Regions from separate parts of the Mus musculus genome. Here all the other regions are linked to region 4. The links are chromatin contacts, called in public Hi-C and promoter capture Hi-C maps. All regions are on one chromosome and are shown on one strand. The core of a region is the stretch at or near the end of the contact, and the rest is flanking DNA. Distances in the headings are between cores, read along the strand shown. Region 1 holds the start of Lnx1 (ligand of numb-protein X 1). Region 2 overlaps Lnx1 (ligand of numb-protein X 1). Region 3 overlaps Lnx1 (ligand of numb-protein X 1). Region 4 holds the start of Chic2 (cysteine-rich hydrophobic domain 2).

Region 1 (6,772 bases), core at 3,893-6,392, 340 kb before region 4:
AGTGTAGTCACAAGCAAGCTATACACATCACCTCAACAGATAGCAATGACATAGCTAAGCCTCCCATCACGCATATGCCGTTGCCATGCTGTGTGCCAAGAAGCTATTAGAGGAATTCCTAGAGAGCTTCCACTCTGCTCCTGGTGAAGTCTTTCGTGTCCCTGTGACAAATGCATCAACCACAAGAAGCAAATACGAGTCACCGGGAGGCAATGGTGACAATAGTGGTGTGCATCCTCCAGGGTAAAACCCAGTGTCAAACAAACAACCTCTGAGAGGAAACTTGCAGCACATGTTTGAAGTGCACTGGTCAACCCACAACCAACCACCGGGAATGTGGCCCACTGGGCAGCGAGCAGGAATTCTTTGAGAGATAGAAGAAGCAGAGAGGGCTTAGACAGAAGAAAACGTCCATCTCGAAGCCTGCATATGTCTGGTTTGGGAGTCAGCTCATCTGCCCTGTCTGAAGTGGGAATGCCTCTGCTCCTATCTGTTTTAAAATATAAAAAGTGAAAATTTGTTGCTAAGGTTTCCAATACACAATTTGCTACAGGTTAGGGGATATGTTGGTACTGGACATGCATTTTTCTCATGTAATATTTAAAACAATTGATTGTACAGTATGTATTTTCATGCCACATGTGAAGAAACATCTCAGCTGAAGAAACAAAAATAATCTTTGGTCATCCATCCATCCATCCATCCATCATCATCTGTCCATCCGTCTACCATCCATCCACCATCTATCCACACGTCTATCCACCATCCATCAATACAACTATCCTTTAACATCCAGACATCTATCTGTCATCCATCTGTACATTCATTCACCTATCATCCACACATCCCTCTGTCTGCCAACCCATCCAACCAGCCACCAAACATTCCAGGTGTTATATATGTGGACTAATGCTCACTTTCAGTGACAACACACTCAGTACACACACTCAGTGCGCACCACGCACGCACACACACACACACACACACGTGACCTATTGCATTTTTGGAAATGCCAATTCACAAGAAGCGCTTTCTCTCCTTGATTTGAAGTCTGTATCTGTGTTGCTAAGCAGTAGGTCACTACAGTTTCCTTGAGCCAGAAGACACGGAGTAAAGAGACAATGACAGGTGGGAAGTTAGAGAAGAGAGCCAGCATTCTATGACCGTGATCTCAGCCCCCTGTAGTCTCTGCTCTTGATGACTTTTATGGTTTTCATATCGATCCTCATTCTTAGGAGACAGCACCTACTTAAAATCTAGTTACCCCAGGAAGAACGACAGTCTTCGCCAAGTAGTTTTGAAAGGCTCGTCGTAATTGTTTGGGAACACTGTCAGAGGACAGTCAGTTTACCACCCACATAAAAGTGAGTCTGTAATGCTGGCACAGAAATATCAAGAATAGTTTCATGCTGCCAGGGAGTCCAGAGATGCCGAGGTGGGGAGGACCTATGTGAGAGCCTCTGTAGCCCTAAGCAAAGTAGATCTTTTGGGCTCTCCCTTAGGGGTGCAGAGCTCTCATAGTAACAGGAGAAGAATTACTGAGAGGTGCAGCCATGAGTCCCCACTGCAGGAAGATGCATGGATTGCTCGTCTTATACTCCAGATTGCTACACCTGTTGGTCTTTAAAAGACCAGCCACCACACTGGCAGCCACTCCACCCTAGAAGGCCAAGATTAACAATATGATCTTCATTAGCTGGCTTTCCTTCTAAGCCTATGGGGATCTTTCCAGAAATGTGCAGTGTTCATTCAGAGGCTGTTTCCATCATTATGTCTAGGCTAAGTCATTTAACTGTGGGATAGATAACATATCTATCCCAGAATAATCGAGCGCCTAGAACCGAACACCTAGCATGTGCAAGGTACCCCACACATAAACTCTGCATCTGTTTTCCCAGAAATCCTGGGTAGCTAAGTACCCAGCTTCCAAGACAGCCAGACTGAGGCAAAGATATTAAGTACCTCATGCAGTCTAGCAATTGTGTGACAGATCTGTCTGATCCCTACGACCATGAGAGCATCACATGAGGACTTCCTAACATGGTGCCAGGGCTGTTCCAGACAGGTTAAAAAGTTTCTCTGGGGCATAAAGAAATCACATGCTAGAACTGGGCTTTGAGCCCAGGCAGTCTGATGCCAAAGATCAGTTAGTTCCCTATTCTAGGATGGCAGGCCCACTTCACCTGGAATTAAAAGACCATCTTGCCCCAGCAAGAGGCACTGCCTGCCCCTGATCTCCATTACTCTGACCCATGCATTTAGGTAGTTTTTCTCTGTGTTCTATTGTAGGATGCAGGGGTTTCAGATTGGGGAATGCAGGGGCAGGGGTGGGGTGGGAGGTGTCAAGGCAAGTGATGGGCAAGGAGCCCGAGGTCCTTCCTTTGAGTCCCCTTCAGCAAGATGTAGTGTTTTTAAGGTTAGAATCCAGTCCTCAGTTCACTGGGCCCTTGCTCTTGAATGGCAGAAATGTGTGTTACACTTTGGGAAGAGGGTGGGACCAGAAGAAGCCCGCAGCGGGTCTGGGACCACAACTGCTCTGATGCAATGATTCAAGGTCATTGATGGGTACAACATATTCTATTCATAGGTGTGGATTTTATCCAAAGGTTCTATGAGCCTTCCCTCCACAGAGTGGTACAGGTTGCAATTATCTGTCACCTCTCATACTGACCTGGCCAAATGCTCATGGAGTCTGAGGTAGAAGATGTTTGACTATGAGATTAGAGGGGACAAAGTACCCAAGGCTACTCAGGGTGGTAGCATGATGAAAACGAACTGGGCTCCCTGAAAGTCAGAGCACTCAACAACGACAACAACAAGACTTTCTCCTGAACGCCCGTTAGGAACTCACACTTTGTGAATGCATCAAAAGAGCCTTGAGCTGGGGACAAGAAGGAAGAGCGACCACTCCAGACTCTGCTTCGCCAAGGGGGCTGGCAGACCACGCTGCCTGGCTCAGGGAATGACAGCTTGTTCATTCTCCTTCCTCCGGACTGTTGTGTGTTCTCCAAACTGTTAACAGTGGTGTTAATTACTGACAATTAATTACAGTAATAAGAGCCGGGTTCTGAACCAGTGCAGCCACAGGAGAGCTACATGGGCTCACACACGTCCAAGCTCCCAGAAAAATTCCTCCAGTAGAGAGGGACTTGGCTTTCATTTGTCCCTGGCTCAGTACCAGGCACTGCCTCTACTCAGAGAACCACATTACATAGTACTTATATCTCTTATCCTACCGAGAAGGAAATGGAGGTCCAGAGAAGTTCAGTAATTTGCTAAAGGATGTAAAATCTCCTAATCGCACTGGTATACACCTGAACTAGTGGAGTTGTCATGGCAACTTCTCAGGGAGAACACCTGCAAGTTATCCAACAAGCTACCCCACCCCTGTACTAGACACTGACTGGACTCTGATTTCTGCCCTGTCATGGTTTTTTTTTTTTTTTCCTTTTTCTTGAATTGGGGGCAATAAAAACATAATATTATTTTCCTATGCAGTTAGAGACAATGATCAAACAATTTGTTATTTAATAATAGGTCCATTGTTTTAAAAATAACTAATTAACCAGGTATAGGAGAAGGGGTGAAAGTTTGCAGAGGTTTGGAACATCAAAGACAAATGTATGGCGTACAAAATCCAGGCTATGGGGAGTCCTTCTCTCACCTTGCTCACAAACCTCTGAATCAACTGAGAATGTTATTAAGGCATCAACGGCAGTCACTCTGCAAACACACTAGCTTAGAGGACAATACTGGGCACAAAGGTCAGCTAGAAAAGAGACTACGAGCTTCCCAAGAGTCAGAGAGAAACCAGTAACAAGCACAAAGCAGACACTTACCAGCAAGAAGCAGCCGTTCGAGGGCAGTGCGTTCGTACAGTTGGATGTTTGGCATGTTCTTTTACTTTTTAGAGGGCTGTCTCTGGGCTTATTTCCTAGTGGATGATTTCCTTATAAACCCCGCTGCTAATTTAAGACCCAGGAAAGGGACTAATCAAAGTCTATAAAATGGAATGTCTCAGGATTCATTTATTTCTCTCCTGGAGCTTCCCAGCTAAGTTGATAAGAAGACAGATTGGGGACTTGTTTCTTTGCCCTTGTTAATAATATTAGCTAGTGGAGTGGGTCTCTCAGGCTCGTTGAGAGCAGGTTATGTGGTCAGGATTAGAAAAATAAATATGGGTCCTTGAGGATTTACAATTACTTTTAGAGTCGGGTCCTAGCAGAGCAGCCTCTTCCATATATTTATTAATATAGAAAAGATAGAAACAACAAGAGAGTTTCAACAATTCAAAAGCCAGGCCTGGCGTTACATTCTTGTGGCCTTGAAGGGTAATCTTTACTTTAGCCAAAGGTCAGCAGGCAACCTATCTGGCCTGAAGGTAAACAGTTCTAATCCAGACTGCTAAATATTTTCCACAAATAAAGGAAACTAAAGGATTTTTATGAGAGAGAGAGAGAGAAGGAGAGAGAGGGAGAGAGAAGAAAGCTTATAAATAGGGAGCCAGAATTTATTACCTTTAGTATTGACTTTCTATTGTAAACAACAAGACCTAGGGAAGTATTACAGCTTTGGATCAAAATTGCTTCAGATGACATGAATGCAAGCAAGAAAAAAAAAAAGGACAATCTGAATTTTGTGAATGTCCCCAGCACCCCACACCACCCCCTACACACACACACAAAACAGGCTGAACTGGTCTGCACATTTGAACTAACTTTCAAAAAGCATCTCACCTCACTTCTCTCAGGGGTTTTAAAAAGAATCAGATCAACGTCACCAACAAGTAGAGGCCGGATTAATAATCAGGAAACAAAAATGATTAAATATCTGGCCGAGATAACGTTGCTGGCCATGGAGTAAGACTGGCGCAGACATCTCTACTCTCAGAGTGTTACTCTGGACTGAGCCAGTAAGTGGTCTTTCTTTTACTTTTTCTTTCTTTTCTTTTCTTTTTTTAAATTCAGATTCCTTGTTCAGATCCCTTTTGGGCCAGAGGTCTAAAGAGAGGAAAAAGTAGTTTCTTCTCACCTGTTCAAAGATGTTTGGGACTTTCAAAGCAGCAGTGACCAGCCAGCCTCCATCCCTGTGCCAGAAGCGTCTAGGGCCGCCTGAGCTGTGACCGGTCTCAACTTCGGTGTACAGGTGGCTGGAGGAAGAAGAAGGGTATTGGTTGGTTCAGAGCAGGAAATCTGTGACATCACGGAAGTCTGGCTGAGACCTTAGGGACTAAAACATCCCCAGAGGCTCCGCCCCCGTCAATTACCTGACTACCTTGGAGCAGGTAGGTGGCGTCTCTCAGAGGACAAATGAATCAGTTAGAGCAATTTGCCAAGTGGAATTTACTTTCCTTTCTGAGCATAGCACGTGTCTAGCCCCGTGTACAGATCTGAATGCGAATGCCTGATTGTTTCCCAGGCCCATCTTGTATGCCTGATATTGTTTCCCCTCCAGGCTCACAGGAGCCCACACAGCTGCCAACATCAGAATTAAAAGGGAAGTTTAAACACTGGAAGGAGACAGGGATTTTTGTAGGGGGGGGGGGGGAAGGAAAAGGTTGTGAAGACTTAGCCATATCTGGGACTTGTCCCCACTAACGCCTTTCTGAATCACATCCCTTTGAGTTCCTAGTGTTTTTCTGTCCCAATATTATAACAAACCAGAGATGACCTAAGTCTACTTAAAAAAATCTAATTTTGATACCTTTCAGCATCATTTCCCAAACACCTTCGCGGTCCCCAGCATATTAATAATAGATTCAGGCATTGGTAAAACTTCAGGCATTCCTACCTCGGCCTGTCTGTCACGTGGTGGTTACAGTCCACAGTAGGCCTGCAATTAGGAGTACTTTAAATGATTCAGGTTAGAATGATAGCGCCTTACTAAGGCCATGTTGTCTGCAGGGAGAGATAGGGAAGAGGACTCAGGGCTATTTTGGTCCCAAGCTTGGTGTGTGACCCTGGACAAGTCACCCTTGCTTCAGCTTTTCCAGCAGGCTAATGGCACGACTCAGCTGGCACTTGAGTGACAGCTAAGAGGATTCCTGCCTGCTGGTTAAGGCCTGTGGCATCTTGTCCCATCAGCCTGTTGAATTGCTGTGTGTCTGTGGCTCGCAGCCAGCCTCCCTCGCAGATGTAGTCACTGTTCGGAATGTGCTACCTGGGGACCCTGGGGAGTTCTCTCTCCTGGGTTGGTCCAGGCACACTTTGGTCCCCTAACGAAGAAAACGTCTGCTGAAAATCTTTCCCCCCTCCTGATCTTGAAACTGTAGAAGTCGCCTGTTCTAACACCTCACGGCCTAGCCGTGGTTTGTGGGCGGGACTAGGGGACAGCTAGAGTTAGAAATAGTAAAAAAGCACCTTCTCCCTGAGTGCCCACATTGGTAGCTGGCTCCCTGTCACTCGGTACCTTGTAAAGTAAAAGGAGAGGGTAGCAGAAGGAAGATGAAGTTAGCGCAGGAGGCAACTTCAAATCACTGGTTCACCCCAGACAGGCCTAAACAGCGCATCCATCTGGGACCAAGCAGCTTGGGACTCTTTAAAACAAACACATACACACACCTCTCTTCGCTACTTTATCCAATAGAAACTAAGGGAGGCGTGGCTACCCTGTACCGATAAAAGCAAAAGGTTCGAAAAGGAGGGAGGGGGAGGGGGTTGGGGCTTGGGGGTTGAGGAGTGGGAAGATAATAAAGGTAGTTGAACCTTTCAAGTGCAGGTTTTTCGAGGCAGGAGGTGGGGGTGGGAGGAAGTACTATTAGCCCAGCAAGACA
Region 2 (6,642 bases), core at 186-2,685, 420 kb before region 4:
TTATGTGCCACGCACAGCCTACAGCTCACAATCTTGTAGCCTATGGTTACAAGCTCACGCCTCATGGGCACCTTGAGAATGATGTCTCCTGGCAGCAGCCGTCCATCTCTGGCAATCACTCCATCGCGATAAATATGCTGGATGATGATGTGGACCAGCGGCGTCTCGCTGCCCCCCACCAGCCTTATGGAGAGGCTTTCGCTGGGATCCGCTCTGTTGATTTTGATGCTTGTAATTTCACCATCTGGAATCAGGTGAAACAACCTTGGGAAGACTGAAATGGACAGAAACAGTATTTGTTTCAGACATCTACTCCACGGGCATCTCCAGCCACTCTGAATGCCAAGCTAAACTGTTGACAGTTCCCTGTGTGTGGCACCACTTTCCTGCCTTGGTGCCAGCATTCTCTACTGGAATGTTTTTCATCCTGGGCTGAAACCCAGAATTTCCTTCAAGGCATGCACAAAATAATTCCAATTCAACTCTATCCCAATCTCTCTTTTCCTCATTGTCACTAAACACACGATTCCTATAGACTGTTCTCATGGCATCCAGCCTTCCATTACTGCTGTCTGTGTCCATCTCTCATATCACGATCTGGACTCCATAATCTGGCAACTGGCTTTGCTATCAGGCTCATGTAGCTGTCTTAACCTGGCTGTTCCCGATGTTAATTTGACAGACTGTTTCAATTAATGTTTAAACTACTCTGATTACATTGTGGAGGCGGCACTTTCTGGCTGTCCCATGGTTTTGTGCACAGATCTCTCTACACACTGGAGCCTCCGGCTGATGCTTACTGCTTGAATAGGAACGAACTAATGAACTGATGTCTTCAGGGAGTGAACTGTGATTTCATTACTTTCTTATCCAGGAACAAAAATAGAATCTGCTCTTCTGTCCTCTGCTGAGGTCATTTAGGAAGATCTGAGACTCTGCTTTTCAGGCCCCAGTAGTCATCAGCCCTCTGGCAGATACTGCTGTCAATCACAGCAGTCAAAAGACCTGGTTGACAGGCACGGAGAGGCCAAGGTCATGGTCTTACAGCCGTCTCCTTAAGACGTGTTCCTCATCTACCTGGATCACTGACCTCAGTGCTAAAGAGAAGATCAAAGATTGAGTGAGCCACTGTTGCCTAACCTTAGTATTTGACCTGAGTCAGCTTTCTCCAGGAGTCACGTCTTAGCTCCCTCCTTGTGGCTGTGGCAGACACAGAGTAGCTGTCTAGGTCACTCTGAGGCTACACAGTGACAGACAGTCCTTTATGAATGTGTGTGTGTGTGCAGAAAGGAAGCTGTGGAGTAATATGGCCTCAGAGTCGGTGAGGAATACCAGGCTTCTGAGGGTTAGCACATTTATGGCCTCAATAGTTCCCCAGGAATCATATGTTCACAGCCAGGTCAAAATCCACAGGGACAGGCCCTAGAGATCAAGAACTAACTGGCAGAAGCACTGACTGGCACTGTTTTCTAGTTCAGTTGGAACAGAAGTATTTAGAGGGGACACCAACTGCTGAGAACAAGTCACGCCTAGGCTAACTGGGAAGTGGCTCCTTTTGTGTAGCTCAGACACTTAGGATGCAGAGGAAGAGACATTCATGCCCAGCCTCACACTCTTAAATGATGTCCCTTAGAGCCAGACCAATGAGATCCTTGTGGCTTTGAAGGGTTAAAAACGTTTTTAAACTGCCAAAATTGTCCTAGACAGGACCTGAAAGAATTCGATCAAAATTTTTTGTCTAGAGATTGTAGGATTTAAGAATATTCTCTGTACATTGAACTAGGACATTGGGACTCTTGTCTTCAGTCCTCACTGACTGACACATGTGGATTCTAATCCCTGTTTCTGAGTGAAGAGTTAGATTGGCAGTGGGAAGGAGATGGAGGATGCAGGTTGGCCAGTAGCTGGGAGGCATTCGAAGCCACACAGGCACGTGAGGAAAGAGCATGGTGAGCAAGTGGTGGTGGTGGTGGTGGTGGGAGCGGCAGAGCCAAGCCAGGAGTCTCAGATGCTGTGCATGAATTTTCCAAAGCACAGTAAATAAAACACCTGGGACTTTAACCTTCAACCCCAAAGACAGTTTTGGAAGGTGTTAAAAGAGCCAGAAGCATCAAGTTAAAATCCTATGCTTGCACACACACACACTCTCTCTCTCTCTCTCAGTGTGTGTGTGTGTGTGTGTGTGTGTGTGTGGTTTTGTGTGTGTGACTTTGGACTACTTGCCTAACCTCTCTGGATCACTCTCCTTAGCTGTGAACTAGGATTGACAGTCTTTTTTTTTTTTTTTTTTTTTTTTTTTTTTTTTTGAGACAGGGTTTCTCTATATAGCCCTGGCTGTCCTGGAACTCACTTTGTAGACCAGGCCAGCCTCGAACTCAGAAATCCACCTGCCTCTGCCTCCCGAGTGCAGGGATTAAAGGCGTGTGCCACCACACAGTCTTTATCACTTCTCATTCTTTTGACACACACACGACTCTTTAGAGCATTTGCTGGTACGTGAAGAGCTGTTGTGACTTTCCATGTTATTGTTTTACTATAGAGTTTCATACGAACCAGATTGCTGCACACTTGCACGCCCACTACTCTTAAGAGGCAAACGTAGGAGGATCACGGCAAGTTTGAGGTCAGCCTGATCTACACAGTAAGTTCTAAGGCTAGCCAAGGCTACAACGTGAGGGCCTGTCTCAGAAAACAAATGTTGATTTAACCTAAAGGCTTCAATATGAAATGAACAGAATGTCTTTTCAGATCCACTTATATTGGGAAACATGTACCATATATGCACACTAAGATATGACAGCTTTCTCTTGTGGCCCCAAAGGTCAATACTGTCGTCATTTGGAACAAGTTGAGTGACTTCTGTGTGTCTTGGTATATGCTCCTGAAAAATAGGTCGACAGTGGAGCATCTTGAGAGCCACACCAGTGAGATACCAGTGACCTGGAAATGTGCCGTGGTCATGGGGTGTCTGAGCACATAGAACACTTAGAGCACCGTGTGTGTGTGTGTGTGTGTGTGTGTGTGTGTGTGTAGGTACGTGTACACTAAGAATACTAGTCTAGCCAATGTGCCAGCTTCAGTCTAAGATGCTTTTTAAGGGCCCTCAAGATGGGTCAGTGGCTCAAGGCACTTGCTGAATTCCAGTCTAGGACCCTCATGGTGAATGGAGAAAACCAACCCTTGCAAGTTGTCCTTTGACAGTCACATGAGTCACATGCACTGTGGCACGTGAGTACATGTGTATGTAGGTGTGCACAGCCACCTCCACCCACACACTATAAATAAATTAGTATAGAAAAATCAAAACAGGGGCTAGAGAGATGGCTCAGTGGTTAAGAGCATTGAATCCTCTTTCAGAGGTCCTGAGTTCAATTCCCAGCAACCACATGGTGGCTCACAACCATCTGTAATGGAATCTGATGCCCTATTCTGGTGTGGCTGAAGACAGCTATAGTGTATTCATTCATTCATATATATATATATATATATATATATATATATATATATATATATAATTCTTTAAAAAAAGAAAATCAAAACAATAGGCAAAACAAAGGCACTAACTTGCTGTCAGTTTATATAGAACTCGCAGTGTCTGTGGCTTTTTCTGTTTTAGCAGAAGCCTGTGCACAGTGCCATTGGGTGAGAATGAAGTAAAATGCTTTTCACACTCTAACTATAATCATTATTTTCATGTGCATTAAGCCAGCACCTGGAGCCCAGGAACAGACGAATTTTTCCTCACCTGTGTAAAAAGACAACAAAGAAACCAAGAGTCCCTGTCCTTACTCAAATGAGGAGGTCACTCAAGGCTATGTACCCTTGGAAAGACAGAGGTCACAGAGGGTGGACATTGGTCAGGCTACCACCATCCCTCAAGTGACTCTGGCAAACTAGCCTACAGCCAGCCTCGGGGTGCAGTGGAGATTCCCTTTACCTTCGGGGACAGTGGTGTTCTCAGAGTTGTCCCTGCCCTGGTCAACATGGTTGGCAACGACACTCCCGCTCTTCGTCCTCCGGAGAGCACTTAGAGCTCGGTTGATCTTCTTGAAAGACCGGCTTCTCATAGTGGAGCGCTCAAAGGGCCGTGCTGAGGAGAGAGAGAGAGAGAGATCAATGGAGATGAGAGGCACAGGCTCACCGCAACCATCTGCTAGCTAAGCGTGCTGCTGTGTGCCTGTGATCTCAGCACTCAGGAGGTAGCCAGGAAGCTCAGGAGGCCAGAGCCAGCCCTGGTGCAGAGTGAGGTGTTGCTTCAAAACAAGCAAAAAAGAAATCTTTTCGGTCTAAAGCGTATGAACTGGGACATTGGGATATTAAAACAGTGATCACTATTTACCTGTAGTTCTAAATTTTTTATGTAGTAAAATAACATATCTCACTATTTAAAAAAAAAAAAATCTCTTCTCCCCCTTGGATGGGAGTGGATAGAACATTACTTTCCAAAGAAGGCAGGGGAGGTACCCTCTCTATAGGAACTGTAAATCATCAGACCTCACCTCACCCTCCATTACCAAGTCAGATCACATGGTCACTTAAACTTTCATTTCCTGTTGGAGAACTGGACATTGAGTGTCGGCCAAAACTACCAGAACCATTTCCCCTTTAAAAAAACATTTTGAGAACTTTCCACCACGGGTATTCTACAGAGGGCAATCCCAGGGAAAACCACGGGCCCATTCCCAGACACCGTCCCATTTTTGACTCACCCCTAGTCCGGTTGCTCCGGCCAGAGTCTGAGGAGTTGGCTACTGGCTCACCATCCTCCACCGAGGACACGTAGGCAGGGTTGTCTAGGCCAGGCTCATCTGTCATTAAAGAGATGGTGGCGGCTGCAGAAACCTCTGGGGAGAGCGTCGTTGCCATGAGGCTGGCGCAACCATCAGGACAGCCATCTTGAGAGCGCCTTTTCCTGTCCTTGGTCAGGCCATAGTGGGAGGCCCCTTTGCAGCTGGAATAAAACCAGAGGGGCACTTAGAATGTTTAGTCAGAACTTCCCCAATCAATACACATGCTTGTCCATGTACACCCCTCCCTTTCACATATAAGAATTCAATATATGCTGGCCGGCCAAATACATTAATGACTTGAGAAATAATTTGTTTTTAATTGCCTGTTATATTCTCCTAGCATATAATCTCTACTGTCAAGCAGTAGGAAATCACATCTACCTGACTGGGGTTGAGGACGGGGATCTCTAACATTTGGACTTGGTGACTGTTTATTTTGACTACCAAAACCCCTAATCACATTCTCACCCCTTTCTTTTGGGTTAGATCCCACAGCATTGGACATAAATACTCAAGGCCACTCCCAGATCCTGTATTTAGCCGACCATGGAAACAGAATCGCACTCGCCACAAAGCCACAAGGTTTACTCGGAACTGCTAGTCTCTAGGGGGCGGGTGTGATGGCTTCCATTCCTGTTGCTAGGTTGGTCTGGTAGCGCCTTGCATGCTCTTCAGAGGAGTCAATGCCAGGAGCTCTCACACACTGAAAGATGTCACATCTCACAGCATCGGGGGAGAAAAACATCTTTGATTTTTTTTTTTATTGACAACAGAGATCTTTCTGTCCATCTCTCTATCCATTTTATTCACTGCATTTTCCCAAAACCCAAACACTGTAAAGTAGACCATCATTGGCACATTAGGGAGAGGGAGGAATGCCCAGGGCTCTGAAGACCAGCGTTTGAGCCTATCTGGATCCTTAGTTTTACGAACATGTTTCCTTGCCACTGGGCCAATCATTTCAGCTCGCTGACAACGGTCTGGTCAGAAACTGGTGATGATTTAGCTAACACACTGTTCTGCTGGAGAGGGTGTCAGATGACACAGCTGCTGATCCGGCAGAAGTCATTCTAAAGAACTCCTCTGAGTGGCATTGGCCTGACACAGGGCTACTGATTATGTTAGTCTTCTCCGTTTATCACACAAACCCTGGACGACATTGTCGTGGGGGTTGCCTCAGACCATCAGAAAATGCAGGTATGTATACTATGATTCATAACAGCAGCAAAATTACAACTATGAAGTAAGAATAAAACTAATTTAGTGGGGCGGGAGGTGACCACAACATGAGGCACTGTACTAAAGGGTCGCAGCCTTAGGAAGGCTGAGAACCACTGCCTTGTATGATTGAAGTCTTTATTTTTCTACTTATTTACCGTCCTTTTCTATACTTATTATTTGTGGGTGTGTGAGTGTGAGTATGTGTGTGTATACACACACATACATAGGAGGAGCTCACAAAGAAGTCAGGGAACAAGTTGTGGGAGTCAGGTCTCTCCCGCCACGAGGGTTCTAGGCATCAAACTCTGCCCTCAAGCTTGTCAGCCCTCAACCACTGAGCCATCGCTCTGGCTCTTTTTTTATTTATTCTTTTTTTTTTTTTTAAGAAAGAGCACAGTAATCATGTTGTAACTGAACTACTTAAAATAAACATTTATTTATTTATTTATTTATTTATTTACTTATTTATTCATTCATTCTTTCTTTCATTCATTTAGGTTTTCTGCAACAGGGTCTTGCTGTGTGGTTCAGGCTGGCCTGGAACTCACAATCTTCCGGCCTCGGTCTCTTGAGTGATGAGGTTATACGTGAACACCACTCTACCCAACTGGATAAACATTTGTAACTTTAT
Region 3 (7,104 bases), core at 4,355-6,854, 400 kb before region 4:
CACTTTTCTGATCAAGTTGGGGGTTGAGAGTTAGTTCTCAGCGGTTCTTCTTTCTTTCAATAGCTTCACATCCCATCCTATCACATATACCTATTATTTCTTCCACGAAAAGGGAGTCAAAGGTGGGGCATTCTGGAGAGAAGCCCGTGCCCTGCCACCAGCTGGGTCTGAGGCTTTTGATGCTCCATTATCTCCACAAGTGACCCTGTGCCTCAGGTGGAAGCCCTGGGATGAGCTAGGAGGCTCTGCTCCAGAACAAAGCAGAGGCTGTCCCTTGTGGAGGTCACTAGGAAACAAGCTGTGGGGAGGCCCCACAGTGCTCTCTGTCGGGCTGCTGATGACCCTCAAGGATGAAGCATTGCTCCTGTGTGTCCAGCCCTACCTCCTCTGGAGCTGCTGCCCTGGCTCTGCTCACCCCTCCATGGCCTTGTGCATACACTAAGCCTACTCTCCTCCCTCTGGTTTGTAGTCTCTCTCCCTCTCATCCACCTTAATCACACAGAGAGGTGTTGTTTTTATTCAGAAACTCGTTGGGAAAATGTTCTCCTTTGCTAGTGGGATGAGTCAGAGCTCTTATTGACATTCCCGTACTTCTGGGGTCTGTACTCCTCAAAAGGAGGCTGGCCGGTGGAAGCAAACAGCCACCAGCCTCTTGCTATGGACAAGGTGCTGGTTTACAAATGTGACCTCCTTTAACTCTCCCAAGTGCTCTGAGACATTAGGTCTCATACATCACCTCTTCGATAAGGATGAGGGTAGTTGAAGGGAAAAAATCCCTTGGTCAAGGTCACAGCAAGAAGCAGGGGTCTGAATCCAGTTATGACTTCCGTGTCTTCTTCCCTCACACAGCCTGGGCTCTAGTCCAGGTCTTTCTAGATTCCCTGAGCTCCAGATCAAGCCACCCACTCCACATCCTCACTTTGTCATCTAATACATCCCCACCCTAACATCCACCCATCCTGATTCTACCTGGGAAGTCAGTCTTCTGGAATCCTTGTGTTAAACAGCTTCTCGTATGCATCTTTCTGCCTGTTCAGGCCAAAACCCCAGACTCATCCTCGAGGCCCTCGATTTCCTTTGACACCCCATGTGCAGTCCAATCAAAAACAACAACAACAACAAAACAAAAACAAAAAACAAACAAACAAAAAACCCTCTGGAAAACAACAGCTTCTCATCCCCGATGCCCCCAAGTCCACCCCCTGTCTGGGTTAGGGCCCCAACCTCCTAACAGGGTTCTAAGCTCCACACTTGTTCCCCCCCCCCCATTTATTCTCAGCACAGCATCTGCTATGGTTTTGACATGGTTTGAATGTATCCCTCAAGGGTTTGTGTTGAAACATAATCCTCCTGTGGTATTAAGATTATGGAATTTTAATCGGAGTGTGGTGCTTGGAGATTGGGGGTCTTTGGGTGATGATCAGAATTAGACAAGGCCACGGGATGGAACCCCTATGACCAAATGGCTGATGGCCTTCTAAGAGAGACGACAGTTTCCTGTCTTTGCCATGGGATGCTCTCCCTGTGTTCCCCAAGGCACTGTGCTGGCTCAGCACAGAGTCTAAGCCTCTCCACCTTCACACTCAGACTCTTCAAGATGAGGGTCTGAACCCCTAAAACAACATGACAAATAGTTGTATGTAATGACCTCTGAGACGGTGCCCTTCACAGAGAAACATTTACCTGAATAGTTACTTAGTCAAGGTACAATTACAAAAATATTGCAATTCATCACTTACAAGGGGAAGATACTCGGAGCACATGTGTGTGGAGGTCAGAGGACCACGTGTAGAAATCAGCACTCTCTTTCCGTATGTGCGTCCTGGGCGTCATCAGGAAGCCACACTTTTAGGATGTGTGGTTGCACAGCATTTAAGATGGTACTGGAGGACTTGAGTTCAAGGTCAGCCTGGGCTACATAGGAAGACTTTGCCACAATTGGCCCAATAGGATGAACTAGTGGCCATGTAGCATCCTCCTCTAAGACAGAGATGACGCCTTCCTTCCTCCTTCTGGGACTTGGGAAGAGCTGGCTCACAGATTCTCATGTCTTCTATGGCTGGTGGTAGAGACACCAGTTTGACCTCTGCTAATGGTTAGCTCTGGGCAACCACAGGGCTGTCAGTAAACCCTTCCAGTACTGCGTTGACAGAAACACTGTGTTGGGAACTGCAGGATGTGCCCACACAGCCCTGGCAAAGTGTTAGTTATCTGTGGTTGACTGTGATATGGGACCCTTTCCCTCAGAAAGCTCATCACATCCCTTTTTAGTCCCACATATTCCAACACAAAATGATGGGGAAAGGAGACAAGGGAATATACTTTAGACTGGCCTTTATCTTCCTCACAGACTCCCTACGAAACGCTGGAAGTTTTATTGTTTGTTTTGTTTGGGGGGGGGGAGGTTCTCACTGCAATGTAGCCCAGGCTGGTAAGCTGGTCTTGGCTTTATAATCCTCTCGCTTTAGCTCCTTGCAGGCTGGGAATATAGACCGATGTCCCACAGTCAGCTTCAGTATGTTTCAAAATCATTATGCCTATACTCAAGCCTAATGAGTACTTTTGATCACATGCCTTCTTTTGATGCATTCATTATGCTGGTACAATGGGGGGCTTTTTAGAGGAGTACTAGAATACATGTTTTCATTCAATGAATTCAAATTCATGGAAGGCCATGTAAGAAACACAGGGTGGTGAAAGAAAGTATAGCCTCTCCGGTTGAAAATACCTAGCTGGCAAGCACAGGTTCTACTCAACTCCCTCAGTCATCCTCCCCACTTCCAACCCCCTGTCTCATTCCCAATGGACCCAGTGATGCTCACTTACTATGTCTGTTTACTGTGTGCTTTAGATATTCATGTGGAGAGCCCAGCACAGCCTGGAATGCAAGGCAACAAACAGTACCCAGTGTGGTTAGTACACCTCAAGGTGACAGTGTGGTTAGTTCACCTCAAGGTGAATAGTAGACATAAATGAAAAGAACAATACTGTACAATACACATGAGGGACTGACACACAGCAAAAACCTCATGCCTTGTTAATGGAGAGATGCTAGTAGAGACTAGTGTTGGGGGAGCTCAGAGCAGAAGAGCACACACCCTGCTGAGGGGTGTAAGGGAAGGCTTTGCAGAGGAGGTGAGTCCAGAGAAATGAGGCATAGCAGCTGCAGCCAAGGTGTAGACACCCCATTCAAAGACCCCAAGAAGGTAGTAGCCAAGGTGTAGACACTCCATTTAAAAAACCCCAAGAATCTAAGTTCATGCTGGATGCAGGGAATGGTAGGTTCCATGCCATGTCCCTGTAACATGCCTTGCCGATGGGGACACACAGAGTGGAAGTGAGATCAGCGGGAGGAGAAATGTTAGAGTAGAACAGTGAATTAAACTGGGACACCTGACTACCAGCCCCCACTCCCGGGGGCTCAGCAAAGCTAAGCTATACTCTTGGGGCTGGAGACAGTAGGCACAGAGAAGTCTGATGCTAAGTCTGGAGAGGGAGAGGGCAGAAGGAATGAAGCTGACAGGTGCTCCACCCAAAGTCACTTCTTCAGGCTCTCTGACCATTGGCCTACACAGGATTGCCATTGCCAAATGCCAGCCAGCCATTCCCTTCCTTTCTCCCCACTTCCTTCCTCCCTTGCCCGCTCCTTCTATCCTCCCTCCCTCTCTCCTTTCCTCCCTTGATGTTTTTTGAGATAGATTCTCACTATGTAGCCCAGGCTAGTCTGGAACGTGAGATCCTCCTGCCTCAGCATCCTATGTGCTAGGCTTACAAGCCTGTGCCGCCACATCCAGCGTTTCCCGTTTGAATGACTGTCCCTTCTCTCCCAGAGATCACAGCTTTCAAGAGAGCAAACTCGTGCTTACCCTGATCACCACTCAGCCCTCACTGGCGTGTGCAATGTGCAGGCAGACAGGGTGTCACAGGCTGTGTTAAAACAGCTCCGGGGGATGGGGTGGGGGGGCTGAGAACAGCTATTTTTTTCTTCCTTCTGTTTTTAGATACTTTCTGTTTATGCTTCTAATTGTGCTGACTAGACACGGTTTAATAGTTGCAAGCTGCCTTAATCCTTTTTTTGGAGTGGGGGAGGAGGCAGGCTATATTTTAAATATATGGCAATATTTCACAAGTCCTGGAATGGAAAACACTAGACATCTCTACTGTGTCTGAGATAAAAATAAGTGCATCAGCCATCATCCTCCGAACACTCCCACAGAGGCTCCTGAGCACCTCCCCGCGCGCCCCACCCCCAGTGAGACCCATCCCTGCCGGTTAGTTCTCATCATGATACTTGGAAGAGACTCAAGCAACAGTGCAGTTTCCACCAACAGGATTGCTTTAGTTTCCAAGCTTTCTGGTCCTGAATACAAGCCCCCTTCCAGGAACTTTCTGGAAATTACTCTTAACATTCTCTTGATCCCCCTTCTAGGCTAAACCCCATGCTTCCTTTCCCATTCCATGTGGGATGGGACCACAGGGTCACTTGTTTGCTACCAGAAACCATGTCGGCAATAAGCGTTGGTGCTTATGTGTAGTCTTGGGTGAGGCTGGCATGAGTTAAGGAGTCAAGCAGGATCAGTGGGCAAGTGTACTCTTGGTAGTCAGCTTAGAGGGAGAGAATAAATTTGAACCTAGATGGAGCTCATCTTAAAGAGCCAACAGGCTTCCCCACCAGCCACACATGGCCTCTCTGGATCACTTCCTCTCTTCTGCCTCCAAACCGCTGGGGGAAAATGTCCCCAGTTCTCCAGCCACCCAGTTCCCTTGTTAATGAACACCAGAAAGGAAAATTTTCAAACAAGCTGAGAAGCCATGTGAGATGGGGACTTGCGTTCTAGCTGCCTGGGGCTCCCAGGTGGACATGGGGTGTGAGGAGGGACAAGGTGCCCTCAGGATAGAGTTCACACAGGTAATGAAGGGTCCGATGCCAACCTCAGTAGGCACGCGTGACTCAGTTTACCCAAGATGGTCTGTATGCCTGAGATACGGTTGGCTAGTCTCTGAACGGGGCCAGTTTCTATTTGAGGGATGGAGTGAGGAGGAAAAGAAGCACAGAGAGGAACTGGACCTCTTTTCCCTTCATGTAAATGGCTCTGGCACTGTGTTTGATCCTTTGAACCTCAGTTCACAATTCAAATTCATCATCAACAGTTGGGGCAACTCACACTGACAGTTATGCTACGTGCTATGCACTACGGACCAGGCATGTTGTGAAACATGTATTGATCCATTCAGTCCTCACACCAGCCCTATGAGGAAAACACTGGTATACTCCAGGCACAGAGAACCTTCCCAGGATCACACAGCTGGTCCCTGGAGAGGACGGTGGAATTCTGGTTGAGGTGTGCACAGTAGGGCAGTAAGATGCCATGCACGTGGGTGGCTGATAAGCAAGAGGTGCTTGGAACACAAGAAGCAGGGGAGACCCAAGGAAATCTAGAAGCAGCTCTTGGGTATATCCTATTCTTTACTACTGTATCATCCACTGGGTGGCTGCTGAGAAGAACTCAGGCAGCGTGATCTGCCAAGCGTAGCCTGCTCTCATCAAGCCAGTGCCTTCAGGCCTGAGGCCGAGAGACACGAGCCACAAGCACCACACAGCTTGTGTCCTTGCCTCTGCCCTGTCACCAGGGCCATTTGCCAGCAGAGTGCACATCCTAGGTCCCTGCATGCCCTTGGGCTTCCTGTTTCACTGACGATCCCCATCTCCAGAAATAACCTAATTATCTCTGGGAATAGCTTTGGCCTCCTCGTCCTAGAAGCAGAAGTTTAAAAGGTTCCTATCTGGGCTTCATGGGCACTGCTAGGTGGGTTATTTATTCTGCCTCTAGAGGGAGCTCTTTAGTTCCAGACTTTATTTTCTCTTGCATGCATAAGGCAGGGTATTCGCTGTTGAAAGCAGGCTTTCTCAAGAGAGGAGGCACTGCAAGTAGCTCATGCTGGCCAGTGTGCCCTGTTTGCTATTGTTCATGACAGTGCTTATGACAGTCATTAGATTAGTGCTTTTAATAACAGGCATGAACTGGGGTTTAGCCTATTCAACAATGTCCTAACTGGGAGATATTATACCCCCACTTTACAGGTACAGACAACGAGATTCAACACAGTGGCAAGAGTTGGAAGCCAGACATAGTATTGGGATTCTTATCTTGACCTAAATCCTCTGCATACTTGTCTATGACAAAGTAAGCAATATTCATTGTCCTGAAGGCGGCTCAGTTCTGAGCACTTACACTTAACCTATTTACCCCTGTTAAAACCTGTCAGGCAAGCTTGATCAATCTCTCTTTTTTTTTGCAGATTTGGAAACAATATACAGTTTAGCTTGCCCAAGGTCATGGTTAACCTCTAGTGACTAGCAGTCCCTGTTTTCCCGGGACTAACCTGGTTCAGAGATACAGAATTATCATCTAAAAAGTGGTCAGTCCTGGGCATACCAGATGAGCTGGCTACCTTGTTTAATGCAGACAGTGTGAAATCAGGGCTGTGACCCCAAGGGGATGCTCTTACCAATGACAGTAGTACATAGTCCCCCTTTTTCCTATGTTTTGGCCCAAAGATTTAATGGAAGCTAGGGATGTGGTGGAGGAGTTCCTGGTTTCAGATGCTTCCGAGTGCATGCTCGCTTGGATGCTATTCTCTTAGACGGATGTCCAAAATGTCCCTCCTTCCAATGGCTGCTTCAATATGTTCTTTTACAGCAACCTTTGCAGCTCTACATTGTAAGCAATTCCAGTACTTCCCAGAAACTTGAAGAATAAACTCCCTGTTTAGTTTAGACAAAGCCTAGCAGATAGCCAGGGGAGTCTGATAAATATGTGTGCTGCTCCCTGGGGTGCCTCGGAAGAATTCCAAAGCTCAAACCAGATGTGCAATTGACAGAGGTTGATGAGGGATGGTGGAGGGTTTGGGCACAGTCCACATGCCAGGTTAATTCTTCATAGAGATGTCAAGACAGTTTATCCATCCTAGGACTCTCTGGCCTCTTTGAGGTCATCAACTTCTCTTCCTGGACATTTTGGGGGAGGGGAGCTGGAGAGTCCCAAGCTACAGACAATGAGGGTTTTCTGTAAACTGTTTAGGGATTGGGAATATGTACGCAGG
Region 4 (6,351 bases), core at 2,984-5,483:
TCTTGGGCACCATGGCTTTGCTGTGGTTCTATCCCATCAAACAACATAATGAAGGTAGTTTAGAGTATAAAAGAAATAGGTTGGACTAAAATTAGTAAATACTGACATATTATGTGATATGTCTGGTAATGATCACACTGGTTCCTCTAGACTCAGCAGTATGTTGAGCTGTGACTGTCTATAAATACGGATCAGTTACGTCAGTGTGTTTTACATTGCTTATGCCCTTCCAATAAAGAGTATCAATCAGTTTGACCAGCAGTATCTAGTAAGTTTGCCACTTCTTTCTTCTTCCAGTCTTCCAAGTTATAGGTATGTATTTAGTATGAAACCATGGGAATTTATAATTTTCTTTTCCCATAAATGGTTTTTTCTTCAATATGTTTCTTCAAAAGATTTCTCCTAGCACATGCAAATCAAAAATAAAAAACATTACTCATCTAGAATATCTAGAAAGAACGTATCACAAAAGAATAAAATGATTTCTCAAATTAGAGTACTAGTGAGCTTATTAAGAAAAATTAGACGAAAAACCAAAAAAAAAAAAAAAAAGAAAGAAAGAAAGAAAGAAAGAAGAGAAGAGAAGAGAAGAGAAGAGAAGAGAAGGGAAAGGAAAGGAAAAGAAAAGAAAAGAAAGGACAAGACAAGACAAGACAGGCTCAACTGCAAAAGCAAGCACACAGGCAGACCTGAATCTTTTCAGTCTGACCTGGATTACAGACAGACAATACTGTAACCATTTATAATATTGTTTCTTTAAAAGTAAAAGGGAGAAATGCTTTAACCAACTCCTTAGCAAAAAGAGAAGTAAGCTTATGTGGTTTACTATAATTTTAATTTTTAAAGATTTGTTTATTTTATCTTTGTGTATGAGTGTTTTGTTGAGCCTGCTGTAATTGGAGTTATGGATGGTTGTAAGCTACCATGTGGGTGCTGGGAACCGAACCTGGTCCTCTGTAGGAGCAGCAAATGCTCTTAACTGCTGAGCCATCTTTCCAGCCCATGGTTCACTGTAATTATTAATCACTTTTCCGATTATACTTGAAAAGGAAAGTGAAACCGTTATAACATATAAGCACAAATTTCAAAGCCTCTTGTAGGTGCAAACTTGGCTACATAGTCTAGTATGCCTAACATTATGCATGATGGTCATACATAAGCTTTACATTATTATAGAATTCTGTATCACCACAAAACAGGGTTTGGCTTTTGCTGACCAAAAGTTGGTTCAAAGTAAAAAGAGAATTAGCTAAATGAACCACGGTTTGGTTTGAAAATGGCAATGTTGAATTCTTAATCTATATTTTACACAAATGTTTCTCAAAGCAGAGCGCCACCTGAGGAGGGTAATAACTAACAAAGGCTAGTGTTTCCTGAGCACAAGACACACACTCACGTATTCTCTGTATACATTATCTCACCCCTTAATCTGGAAAGGTATGAACTAAAGCTGTCATCCTGTGAACTGAGGAGACACAAGTGATTGATTTATATAAAAGTGGCAGAGGAAGGTTACTACCTATCAGAAGTGTCTAAGGGAGGTCACAAACATACTAAGGCTTCCTGCAAAGGTGGCAAACACCACCATCACTAGTGTCTGCAGCAGATTCCGAGGTACAATCAAAACCACCTCCAAGACCTTCCTCCAACCCCATCCAAGCCTATTCATGAACAAGAGCTCCACTCATATGTGGCCACTGGCCTGGAAAAAGAGGGCTGGAACACCAGCGGATGCTCCCCACATGATCTTAATGGGCAGATAAACTAGACTAAATGACTGTTAGTCCTGCAAATGGAAGTACTTTATTTCTAATGCTTATAATAATAAAGGCTAGTAGTTCCTGAGCACAAGCCAGGTGATTCTGAAAGACAAGATGAAAAGACCACTAATAATTACTTCACACACTTGTTAACCACTCCAAATAGTCAACTACAATCCAACTTTCTATCTGAGCACTTTGACTATTCTATTTCCCAACAACATGTTTAGCTTTTCTTCTTCTTGAACAGAAGAGACATGACAACTGCACTTGAACCTTATTTGGTTACTCTGAACCCAGGACAAGCACTCTAACACTGAGCTACATCTCCAGCCCTAGCTGAACCTCTGCAAATAAATTTCTGCCAGCTTTGATTTGACAGGAGGAGTTTAAGGATGACCACAGACAACATGAAAAAGTTCAGAAATCCTTTATGTAGCCCTGAAGACCAGGGGAGTCTGCAACTCACAGATCCACCTGCCTCTGCCTCCTGAGTACTGGGACTATCACTGTGTCGGTTTTTTGTTTGTTTGTAATTGCTTTTAAAAGCACCCATAGTCCTTAAGTTCAAAAGAAAAAGAAAAAAGTCCTAAGAGTTAAACTAAAAATTAAATAGCAGGTTATAACACTAAAAGCATTATGATATACATTTAAACTGTATTATTCATAATTAGCTATATTCCTTAATTAAGTTTGTGTTGACAGTTAAAACAGAGCAGTTATTATGGTGCGAAGTCCCATCTCCTTATCCAGGTACTGAAACAATGCTTATGCAGTGTTTTTACCCTGTTAAATCACCTAAATGCACACGTTAACAGGTGCGAAGACACCAAGGTGTTACATAAGCACACCCCAACAACAACAACAAGGCTAGTCAGGATGACTACACAAGGGCCGATCTTCTGAGGAGCCTCACTGTTTGACCGCCTTGCCCACAGCACGCCCCACTCACCCTACACCAAAAAACAATGACAAGCGCTCCAGACAGCTTCAGGCTCGCTGCCTTTTTCTATCAGTGATAAAGTGATATGCAAGTACAGGAAGTTTGAGCGATGACTTTTCAACTGGAGATAGCAGCTGCAAAGGAGTATCAATACCCTAAGTTGTACAAACTCCGGATTTTATCAGGGAAATGTTACAAAACTTCCTTCTTCCGGACAACTCATTATTTGCCCCAAGTCTACATTCCTTTATTAGTCACGACCTTTCAGAATGCTTTCATCCCTTATTGTTTGAATAATATTGGGACTTTTGATGTTGCTAATAAACCTTACAGGGGCCCTTATCAAAGAAGCCAACCTAGGTCCGTGTCCCAAAACAGACCGGATTACAGGAAACTCGGTACTTGTAATTCCTTGTAAACAGATGTATCCTCCTCTTTTTTTCCGTCCACCTGTATACTTCTATCATACATAATTGACAGCAACTCGAATCAGTTTTGCAGAAATTTACTCTTGAGGAACTGGGAAGCCCCTACGTGTTATGTGTGATAGACACACGACAGTGAATCTCATTTACCAACTGCCACTGGGATCTTAACACCTCAGATCTGACCTCTGAGCCATATGTCAATAGGCTGTAAGTCAGGCAGAGTCCCAAAGAATAACGGGGGTGTGGGGGGTGTTACAAAGATGGATCCCACAAGATGTGTGTGTGTGTGTGTGTGTGTGTGTGTGAGTGTGTGCACCTCTAGCCTGTACCGATGGCCCATCAGGCAGACCCTAAAGAGCCATCTTCCCGGCTGGGACCCCACACATCCCCGCGGGCCACGGGGCCTGCTCCGGGGCTGTGGGAGGGAGGGGAGGCAGTGTCTGTCCCCACTTGGGAGTCCTAAACAAATGGAAGCAGAGCAAGTTCTCACTTCCTGATCGCCGGAGCTTCCCCCAAGGCCCCCGTCCCGCGCCAGTCACCGGGGACGGGGGTTTAAGAAAAGGAGGACCCCCAGGGGTCCCAGGGCCCACCCCGCCCGCGCCTCGCCACCCGTCCTCGTCCTAGCCCTCGCAGGGCCTTACACGGTGACGTGACCGGAGCCGCGGACCACCACCGGGTCGGGCGAGTACTTGAGCAGCTGCTCCTCCAGGGCCCGCTCCTCGTCCTCCTCCTCCTCGTAGATTTCATCGAAATCCGCCATCCCGAGCCGGCGAGCCCCCCGCCCGGGGCCCTGGCTCTGGGGCGGCCGCGGGGAACGGCTGGTGAGGCGGCGGGCGCGGAGGCCGCGGAGCTGGCGCTCGGCAGTGTGGGCTCCGGCTACTGAGGAGACCTGGTCCCGGCCGCCGCCGTTGCCGCCGCCACCGCCGCCATTACCGTGGGCAGGAACAACAACACAATGTCAACATCCGCCGGGGCCGCCACCCCCGCCAGCGCCGCCGCCCGCGCCAGCGCCGCCGCCGTCGCCGCCGCAACTCCGGCAACCACAGCAACAGCCCGAGCCACCCGCAGCAGGAGCAGCCGGCTACCGCATCGCGAGACTTCCCGGGAGCGCGGGCGGGCGCGGGCGTGGGCGCGGGCGCGCGGGTGGGCGGGCGGGCGCGTTCACGCGGACGGTCTCGCGCGCTCCCGGGACGCCGGCCTCTTCCTCCGCTTCCACCCGGCGCGGCCCCGCCCTCCGGCTCCAGGGTCAGCGACCCGGAAGGCGGCGTCTGTGAGGATCGGGGGCGCTGACCCCGACTCGACTCCTAGAGCCAGGCTGGAGTAATCTGTAGCCCAAACAACGACAGCGGGCGAAGCCCCTGGCCGGACCAGAGAATCTGACTGCCGGTTTAATAAAACGTTTTTAGTCCACGATGCGAAGCAGAGTTGGTTGACTTTGCCAACTTGAGATTAACAAAGCAGTGCATTCTCTTTTTTTTTGTTGTTGTTGTTTGGTTTGGTTTGGTTTGGTTTGGTTTGGTTTGGTTTGGTTTGGTTTGGTTTGGTTTGGTTTGGTTTGGTTTGGTTTGGTTTGGTTTGGTTTTTCGAGACAGGGTTTCTCTGTGTAGCCCTGGCTGTCCTGGAACTCATTCTGTAGACCAGGCTGGCCTCGAATTCAGAAATCCCCCTGCCTCTGCCTCCCAAGTGTTGGGATTAAAGGCGTGCACCACCACTGCCCGGCAAACAGTGCTTTCCTGTCTACTGTCCTACCTGATTTTCCAAAATATCTCCAAAGCCAAATATTCTGTCCTTTTAGCCCAGGTTGTTTGTTTGTTTGTTTGTTTGTTAACAAGAAATCTCACCATCAATACTACCTAACAAAGTTGACAAGTTCTCTGTGTTCCAATTAAGAAGTTGCAGTTGTATGCTTCGTCTCTCTAGTGAAAAATGTTTTCTCCACAAGAGGGGATGGGGGAAGGGAGGAACAGTGGACTCATGGATCACCTTGGACCTGGTTTCACAATCAAGAGTCTGCCAAGCATCCAAACAACATAGGAACAGAACTGGACTCCTACGGCAAACTGGACCATGGGGTAACAAGAGTTCCTCATTGGTCTGGAAAGGAAAGAGGAGTTGTACTGGACCCAGTGTCCACAAACAGTTCTCTACGCAGTGTTCGCATCCTTCAAGTTCGTTTACGGGTCTTTGTCCAAGCAGAAAACGTACAAAGGTTAACATGAGAGTGGAAAATGCTGGACAACTTAATCCTGGAAAGATCTGGGGAAAAAAAAAAGGGCAGTGAGCTAGGCAGGGAAAAATAGTCGATGCGTCAGACTTATGCTTTCCCAGATTTATTCATTCAATAAACACTGAACCTACTGTGTGGTCAGCTGTGTGTGTGTGTGTGTGTGTGTGTGTGTGTGTGTGTGTGTCTGTGCGCGTGCACGCGCGACTATGTATGTTACAGTCTCTGGCAGTAACTTTTCTGTCATTAAGGCAAGCAACCATAATTCTCTAGGGGGGTGGGAGTCAGAGGGTATGTCAAAGGCTCCAATGGAGCATACACACAGGAGGCAGCTTAACTTGGTAGTTCTGAAGGCTGACTTTGAATCGCCCTCTATCATTTCCTATGGGACCCTGGCCAAGTCCTTTAACCTCTTGGTCTTTGACCTGTCACAGGAAGACAAAAGTGCGGCGTGGTAGCACACATCTATAAAACCCTAGCAGGTGGGAGATGGAGACAGGAAAATTAGGCATTGAACATCACTCTATATAGCCAGTTTGAGCTATAATAGAGCCTTGTCTCTAAAATAAAATAGATATAATAGTACCTATCCCTTGGGCTACTTGACAGAGTCTCTTGATGTACGTGGAATGCTTAGAAGAGGGATATATAGTCACAACAGGAAACATTCTTGATTCTTCCCCGCTTCTCTGCCATGAAGATCACCACGTTCCTTTGGCATTGTGTAATGTTTCAGTGTCCGTGAAGTATTATTAGTTTCAGAGACCCTATGTGAACTTGCTCTTGATCCCGTGTGTATGTGTGTATTTAATACTCTCATTCAGGACTTCAACTTCAACACATTGGCTGCAGAGAGTTCCTGAGCCTCCTCCTTGACAGTAATCAAGAGCCCAGTGGCCACATTCAAAGAGTGGCTGCAGAAAGGATGAGGGAGGAGGAGGAGGAAAATGGGTCTGTTTCGGTCATGGGCCACACCCTGCATGCTGTGTACAACCC

The links. Hi-C and Micro-C count contacts between places; a contact is called where the count stands out from the background. Capture Hi-C pulls out chosen DNA fragments and counts their contacts.
Region 1: a contact with region 4 is called in a promoter capture Hi-C map of liver. The contact joins the promoter of Lnx1 here to the promoter of Chic2 in region 4. A contact is called at or near these places in 1 of 115 datasets of contacts at active chromatin or transcription factors (pancreatic cancer cells) and 3 of 9 other capture datasets (adipose tissue, liver and pancreatic islet).
Region 2: a Hi-C map of liver shows a contact between it and region 4, with 2.1 times the contacts expected there. The contact joins the enhancer-like site here to the promoter of Chic2 in region 4. A contact is called at or near these places in 1 of 39 promoter capture datasets (hippocampal neurons), 3 of 484 Hi-C or Micro-C datasets (embryonic stem cells, liver and nephron progenitors) and 6 of 115 datasets of contacts at active chromatin or transcription factors (the NIH/3T3 cell line, embryonic fibroblasts, fetal liver and 3 more).
Region 3: a Hi-C map of liver shows a contact between it and region 4, with 1.6 times the contacts expected there. The contact joins the enhancer-like site here to the promoter of Chic2 in region 4. A contact is called at or near these places in 1 of 39 promoter capture datasets (hippocampal neurons), 4 of 484 Hi-C or Micro-C datasets (embryonic stem cells, liver and nephron progenitors) and 4 of 115 datasets of contacts at active chromatin or transcription factors (the NIH/3T3 cell line, differentiating embryonic stem cells, fetal liver and 1 more).

What each region holds. Positions count from the first base shown.
Region 1 is chr5:74,697,761-74,704,532 of GRCm38.p6, forward strand. It overlaps Lnx1 (ligand of numb-protein X 1), which reads right to left and starts at 5,143. Exons shown (of 11, transcript NM_001159577.1): 1 at 5,032-5,143. Gm15984 (a long non-coding RNA gene) reads left to right here and starts at 4,712. Exons shown (of 4, transcript XR_001784879.2): 1 at 4,712-4,912.
Region 2 is chr5:74,623,411-74,630,052 of GRCm38.p6, forward strand. It overlaps Lnx1 (ligand of numb-protein X 1), which reads right to left. Exons shown (of 11, transcript NM_001159577.1): 3 at 4,710-4,951; 4 at 3,938-4,090; 5 at 72-274. Among named protein-coding and RNA genes, the nearest start is that of Gm32304, 21 kb to the right of the region's middle. Within about 2 kb of position 1,436, at least 10 of the 459 cell types and tissues checked have an H3K27ac peak or open chromatin away from gene starts, as enhancers often do. A contact at or near this core is called in hepatocytes and liver, where this site is marked.
Region 3 is chr5:74,635,482-74,642,585 of GRCm38.p6, forward strand. All of the region lies in intron 2 of Lnx1 (ligand of numb-protein X 1), which reads right to left. Among named protein-coding and RNA genes, the nearest start is that of Gm32304, 8.6 kb to the right of the region's middle. Within about 2 kb of position 5,605, at least 15 of the 459 cell types and tissues checked have an H3K27ac peak or open chromatin away from gene starts, as enhancers often do. A contact at or near this core is called in liver, where this site is marked.
Region 4 is chr5:75,040,408-75,046,758 of GRCm38.p6, forward strand. Chic2 (cysteine-rich hydrophobic domain 2) reads right to left here and starts at 4,234. Exons shown (of 6, transcript NM_028850.5): 1 at 3,773-4,234. The coding sequence starts at 3,891.